Regions from separate parts of the Mus musculus genome. Here region 2 is linked to region 1. Evidence: chromatin contacts called from public Hi-C data. All regions are on one chromosome and are shown on one strand. The core of a region is the stretch at or near the end of the contact, and the rest is flanking DNA. Distances in the headings are between cores, read along the strand shown. Region 1 overlaps Cdk19 (cyclin-dependent kinase 19). Region 2 overlaps Cdk19 (cyclin-dependent kinase 19).

Region 1 (3,507 bases), core at 770-3,269:
CTAGGTTCAATTCCCAGCACCAGATAAAAACAGGCATGATGGTACAGGCTTTGGACTTGGGAGGCAGAAGCAGGAGAACCAGATGTTCACTGCCAACCTTGGCTAACTAACAAAAACCCAGCCAAAGCTACATGAGACTCTCTCTCAAAAAGAAAAGGGTAGGGGGAGGTTAACACCCTGGAGAAATGATTCAGAAGTTAAGAGTCAACCCGATCTTGCAGAGGACCAAATTCAGTTCCCAGGGGAATCCAATGCCTCTCACCTCCACTGCACACACACATACACACAAACACACGCGCACACACACACTTTTTAAAATTCTTTATAACCATATATTTAATCTCATCTTCCTCAAAGAAACTAAAAGGGGTGGAGGTAGACAAGATGCCTTTCTATGTTTTGATAATCTACTGAGACTCTTAATTATACCTATATATACCATATCACAGTTAAATATGCATAATTTAAAATGATAAAAAATAACCAATTAACTTAGAAATGAAGTACAAAAAATTCTTAGGAAAATTATTTTCAATTACTACTGGTAAATTAAAAGTAGCCATTAAAGAACGTAAAAGGCCACAGGGTTTCAATATAAAGGTATAGCTTACTCCACTAAATAATCTGAAAGTCCTACCTACTGCTGCTAAGAGATAGGAGCAAGTGAAACAAACGGTGAACTCAGCTGACTGGCTGTGTCTTGAGCAAATGAACGTTACTCAACCTCGCATGAACCGCACATCCTCCATGTCAGGCACAATGCACAGACACTTACTTGATACCTAGTAGAACACAATTTCCAAAGGACAGAAAACAATTACTCTAAAAATTTAATAAAATTAAACAAGAAAACAGATACCCCAATTCTCATTCAGAATCTACCTACAAACTGACATTGTTATTAACTTTATGCTTTGCAGTATAACCTATATTGCTAAATATGTCAGCTGGGGCTAGGGAGATGGCTCAGTGGTTAAGAGCACTGACTGTTCTTCCAGAGGTCCTGAGTTCAATTCCCACATGGTGGCTCACAACCATCTGTAATGGGATCCGATGCCCTCTTCTGGTTGTCTGAAGACAGCTACAGTGTATACTCATAGACATTAAATAAAAATCTTTTTAAAAAAATTGTTAGCTGCTACAGATCTTTTTTTAATTAAAGAAAAAACTGTAAACCAAATGTGCTGACGCACAACTTTAATCTCAGCACTGAAGGGACCGAGGTACAAGCATCTGTGAGAATTCGAGTTCAACACAGTCCACAACAGAAAGTTCTGGACCAGCCAGGTTTACACAGTGAGACCTTGGTACCCTGCCTCCAAACAAAAATACAAAGTTACTAGAGCTGAGAAAGTTGTCTCACTAGGTAAAAGTGCTGTCACACAAATATGCAAAAATGAAGACCTGAGTTCAAATGCCCGTAAGTCTCATAAAAGCCTGACGTATTATGTGATTGTCTGTAATCCCTGTTCACCCACAGCCAGCTAGGAGACAAAGGCAGAGGATCTGCAGAAGCTCACAGGCCACTACACTGCTGATGCACTGGAAAAGAGACTCTCAAACGGGGTGCAAGGTGAGGACCAACACTCAAGGTACATGCTGACCCACATTCACACATAGGGATGTGCTACATGCATGTGCCTATGCACAATTGTTAAAAGAATTGTTCCAGTAATATGAAGAAAATTCATAAAAACTTGCATAAACTCATAAAAGTAATATTTATAAGATCTGGCACATAAATGGCAAAATGATCCCCTTTTTTTGGTCAAAGAAACATTGCCCAAGAAAGGTATATCAGATTTTCTGATCCTAATCTCATTATTTTCTTTAAAAGCAACTCATTAAAAAAACCTCTATAAAAATGTATTTTACAAGTATGTGGGATGTGTTTGTTTCTCTACTAAAACAAGCACAAACTTGAGAAGAGCATATTAACAAGTTGGGAAGAGCGGTAATTAGCATATTGGAGACTAACGTTTCTGGCACACGGAACCTAACACAAGAATGTCTATCCTCCAGTCATGAGTCATGGATTAGGCTGCCTCTCTATTTATTGTGAAGCAATCTTTCAGTAAAAGGAGCAGTAGGGAAGAATACAACATGAATAATGACTTGGACAAGTTCCCAGAAGAAACCACAGTGCAGCTAAGTCTGAGAAATGGCACAGTCATACTATACAATATACCAGTGTTCTCTTTTATGAGTTACTCCCAATCTTAATGTCAGAGCAAGTGAAAGTCACTCTCTAGCTCTCTATGGCTTTCTGATTTCTGTTACACTGGTCTGTGGGTGTGCACACAAGCAAGCACACAAAGGCCCACTGCAGAAGCCGTTTCTCTCCTGCCACTGCACGGGTCCCAGGGATTAGAACGCAACAGGCTTACTGGCACCAAATGTCGCATCCACTGAGCAGCTAGCTCAGCAGCTCCAACGTCTTTCTTTCTTTTTTTTTTCTTTTACAGGTTTTAGTAATAACGAATAAAAATGCATCATAAATGTGATCAAAGTGATGCATCTGTGATATCGTTTTAACTGCTGCGTGGTAACACAGAAAGCTGTCTCTTGATACATCCCACCCCAGCACACACAATGACACCAGAAGGCAACACCCTCTTCACTCTCAGCTGAGAAGTCTGCAACCTCCATCACGTGAGGACCACACACAAAGCCATCCTGGGACCTCCAAACACAACAGAGGCAAACAGCAGAGTTTATGTATATTTAAAGTTCCACTGCCCAAAACATAAAATGTCAAATGCCGATGTAAGTCTACATATCTGCCAAAGAAATCAGACTTTAGATCAGACAACAAGAAAATCAATAAAGTATCACAGGTCATCATATATTTTGCAACCAATTATGAAAAACAAAATTAAAACTCAAATGCTAACTGAGCTTGAGTGCTTGACTTTTACTACATACACTTCAAAAACAGGAAAACACGTATGCTCCTCGACTACTGGGAAACAGACCACAGAAGTGTGCACTCATATGAACTGAAACTAACAACTGTTTTCCAAGTCTGTAAGAGAACCAATACATGTATGTGGAAAATGGAAGATAGTAAACAGAAAAATAAACCTCACAAAATATGAAGCGTGAGTCCTATAGTTCAGGGCCCACTCTCTTAAGAACCAGAAATTATTGAACATAGATGGGGGAAACTATTTAAAATGCACCTGGAAGGGAACAGATGCAGAGAAAAAAGGGCGTGGGGCTAGACTGTAAAGCTAAAGCTATTCCAACAGCAAGATTGAATTCTGAGGTAATGCTGAAATGAGTAACGCACACTAGGCAGGCTGGTGGAAATGAATCTGTTCCAATACTGTAAAATGAAAATAACCATGAAACACACCTTTCAGAAACCATTCCTATGAAATAGTAAACGTTTAATCAGGTAAAAGAATTAGATCTGTAACCTTATGCCTCGCTCTTCTCTAATAACAGGCATTTTTTAAAACCCTTCGAGATAAACTGGGTAGTAATCTGAGAATTGAGGTGAAG
Region 2 (3,372 bases), core at 759-3,258, 74 kb before region 1:
ATTTTATACTCTACAGAGAAAGCCCCTTTGAGGAGGTAGCATTTGGTATAAGATCTGAAGGCAGTGCAGGAGGGAGCGTGACACCTGGCTATCTCAGGGAAGGGGCATCTAGGGAGAAAAAGAGCAACGTGAGTATCCCAGGCAAACACGTTCCTGGTGAGCTACAAGATCTGAAGAAGCAAGGCGGTTACAAGGCAGACTAGAAGGATGGCCAGTATAAAAAGGAAACCAAGGAAGGCTTTGTTTCCTGTTTCAAGTGGTTCCACTTTTTAGCACAAGCTCTTTGAGTAACAAAAACTGGCCACATTCTTGAGTCTGTATTTCCAGAGTGGCAGAGGGCTGCCACAGAGGTGCAGGTGAGCAGGGAGCTTGAGAGGAGGGGAGGCAGGAAGCTGGAGAAAGGTCAGAGGAGAAAAGATGAGCGAGCATCTAGAGTGCACAGAGCCCCTCTGCGTGCCTGTCAGATGTAAACAAGAAATCTGAGGACATGACCAGAATGAATGAGTAGGTCACTGGTGGCCCAGTAAAAGTAGTTTTTCTTCAATTACAGAAGCCAAGGTGTCCTAAATAAACAAGTTAGTGTAAAGAAGACAAAGGCAAACTCAAAGGAAGCCTCTGAAGGCCGTAAGTGAGAACCTCTGACAGGTCATGATGCTTACACTGTAACATCATCCTATTGTACAAGCTATTTTGCATACTCTTTCCCATAACACTTGTAACTCCTAAGGTCTGAGATTTTTAAAGCACTTTAAAATTCTAAGATATAAGTACAACAAAGTCTGTGACCTGGGAACGACAAATAGCTTCATAGAATAAATAAAATGTAAGGACAGGAAATAGGCTTGTGCCACTTAGCTCATTAGGAGTTCTTGTGGTCAGGTTATGTTGAAAAACAGTGCTGGCACCACCATGAAATGAGCCTGCAGGGAAGAGCAGGAGGCTCCAGGGTGTCCTTGTGACCGCATACTCAAAGCCCATGAACCATGTGCTGGCTGACATGAAGGCAGGGGCAGTAGCTGGCCTGGAGCAGGGGCGTCCTACCAATTCTTGTACAAGCCAAGAAAGGAATGCAGAGCCTGAGCAGCACTCCCAGGGTGGCCTTCAGGTGGCAATAACTACAATTACCCAGTCATTGTTCATCCTTAAGTGGGATTGCCTGCTGTCCCCTCAGAACAAGCAAATATGGCCATCCACTGGTAAAATATGGTTAACTCTTCAGAGAATTTTTTCACACTTTTTAAAGATAGAAATAATCAGGGTATAGAGGGCTACGAAACCAGGCTTAGAACAACTCTATCCCATTCTCAAGATTTCATACTGGATTGTGTCTCTGAGTTTTTAATTATTAACAGACTAACTTTAATAATTAATATATTTTTATTTACATACTACTATTAATAAATTAATAATAAAAAGGAATTGAGGTATTCAATACCCAAACCTAACACAACCACCACAAACCTTAACAGACAAAAAAAGCAAACCAAAATTGTTCTGACCCAGTTACATCCCAATTAGCACAGACCCGCACGCTTCACCAAAACTCTTCTCCTTACTGTGAACACAAAATGCCAGCTGTGAAAGAAAGTGATACTGCTGGGCTTGCACACTTTAGTTGCCATAGAAACGGCAGAAATGGCAGAAGCTGGATGCCTCAAGTTATCAGCAATAAAATCAAACAGACAAAAATCAAAGCTACAGGGTTTTAGTTAAATTCTATTCTAAAGGCAAGTCATGAAAATATGCAACAGTAGCATGATTATACAGGGCTAGTCCTTTAATATTCATATTTCTACAGAATTTAGTAATTCTTAATCCTACACAGGATACTTTATATGTACTCCTGATCTGCTTTTCTGTTTATAGGATCAATTATTTCGCAGGGTTAAATTTCCTTCAGCTAATTGGTTTATCATAAATAGAACAACCACAGCAATCCACAAACATTCTACTCCGTTTGCTTTGCACTCCCTACTTCAGCATATCTGGGAATCTCAGTATGACTCTTAACAGCACCAAAGACCAACAGCAGACACACGAGTGACCCAGTCTTGAATGGTAGGGACAGGGACTCAGAGTTAAGTTGGGTTAGTTGCTGTAACAATGGACAATGCTGGCCTGATATTAATGGCTACAACTATGCTTTCATTTAAATACAGTGTGGTACAATTCCCCTCACATTTGATACAGAAGTCAAATCCCAGGATATTTATTTTGCACACTGTTCTTCATTGTTCCCCTGAACAAATAAGATTCTGTGCTACAGAACAAATAACTACCCAACAGGAAGCACTGTGCTTTCTTTTCTTGAACAAACAGAGTAGTCATTTGCAGACATTACTCTACCGTAATTATCTATACCATAAAAAACTTCATTAATTGGATAGCTGAGCATTTAAAAATACAGCAAGGCACAGTGACTAAACCAGTAATCCCAGCATTTGGGAAGTGGATGCAGGGTTCAAAGTCTTTCTTGGTTACTTAGCAAATTCAAGGCTAGTCTAGGAAACGAGAGCCAATCTCCAAACAAACAAACAAACGAATAAATAGAGATTGCTGGACATGGTGGAATACTCCCTTAATATCAGCACTTGAGAAGCAGAGGCAAATATAACTCTATGAATTCCCAGATAGCTAAGGCTACCTAAAAACAAAGCAAAACAAGCAAACAAGCCAGCAAACAAAAAGCCAAAGGGAAAGGAGTGGGGAAGAGGGATGGGAAAGGCAGAGGTGCGAAATGCAAGAATGCGACTTCACGCTTCTAGACATTAGAGAACAGAGCCCTGCCATACACTAGTCGGCTATGGAACAAAATATGAAGTACGTTCCCAATGGTGAACACTCACAATCTACCTAGTTATGGGGTTAGGTACAAGTGTCCTTTGATGGGTAACATCCCAATTTTAATAGAAGTATCAAGAGATGAATGAACACCCTAAAATATACTAAGATTATTTCTGATATGTTTTAAAATTTTGGATTTTATTCCGGGGTTCCAAAAACCACATGTACACTAATGATCCCCAAATTAAGACTACTAGGTCTCTAATCTCCCATGTTATCTTAGAAATAGATCATATTCACAAGTACCATAAACTCCTTCCATCTAAGATTAATTTTTCCTTCTCCCTAACAAAACTGTCTTTTCCTAGTATTCCTGGGTCAACAAAAGCAGAAGTCTGACCTTGGCCCTGTCCTTGAATCTAGTCATTGCTCCTCTGCTTCTTAAGAACTAAGTATTCACAATGGCCTTTCCTCCTCTTTTTACTCATCAGCTTGCTCAGAGCTTCATGTTTTCTCACCAGCTGACTACAGCTACTTGATAGAGCTGCTGCCTATGAGTCCATACCAGCTCCATAACCCTGAGCCATC

Evidence for each region. Hi-C and Micro-C count contacts between places; a contact is called where the count stands out from the background.
Region 2: a contact with region 1 is called in a Hi-C map of cerebral cortex, with 1.8 times the contacts expected there. The contact joins two enhancer-like sites. A contact is called at or near these places in 1 of 15 datasets of contacts at CTCF or cohesin (CD8 T cells), 18 of 484 Hi-C or Micro-C datasets (the Ba/F3 cell line, the C10 cell line, CD4 T cells and 12 more), 9 of 115 datasets of contacts at active chromatin or transcription factors (CD8 T cells, the HPC-7 cell line, bone marrow-derived macrophages and 4 more) and 3 of 9 other capture datasets (bone marrow-derived macrophages, embryonic stem cells and liver).

The regions. Positions count from the first base shown.
Region 1 is chr10:40,371,138-40,374,644 of GRCm38.p6, reverse strand. All of the region lies in intron 1 of Cdk19 (cyclin-dependent kinase 19), which reads right to left. Among named protein-coding and RNA genes, the nearest start is that of Cdk19, 24 kb to the right of the region's middle. Within about 2 kb of position 2,019, at least 256 of the 459 cell types and tissues checked have an H3K27ac peak or open chromatin away from gene starts, as enhancers often do. A contact at or near this core is called in CD8 T cells, the HPC-7 cell line, bone marrow-derived macrophages and 4 more, where this site is marked.
Region 2 is chr10:40,445,052-40,448,423 of GRCm38.p6, reverse strand. The region is part of intron 4 of Cdk19 (cyclin-dependent kinase 19); the gene reads right to left. Among named protein-coding and RNA genes, the nearest start is that of Gm32234, 7.3 kb to the left of the region's middle. Within about 2 kb of position 2,008, at least 83 of the 459 cell types and tissues checked have an H3K27ac peak or open chromatin away from gene starts, as enhancers often do. A contact at or near this core is called in CD8 T cells, the HPC-7 cell line, bone marrow-derived macrophages and 4 more, where this site is marked.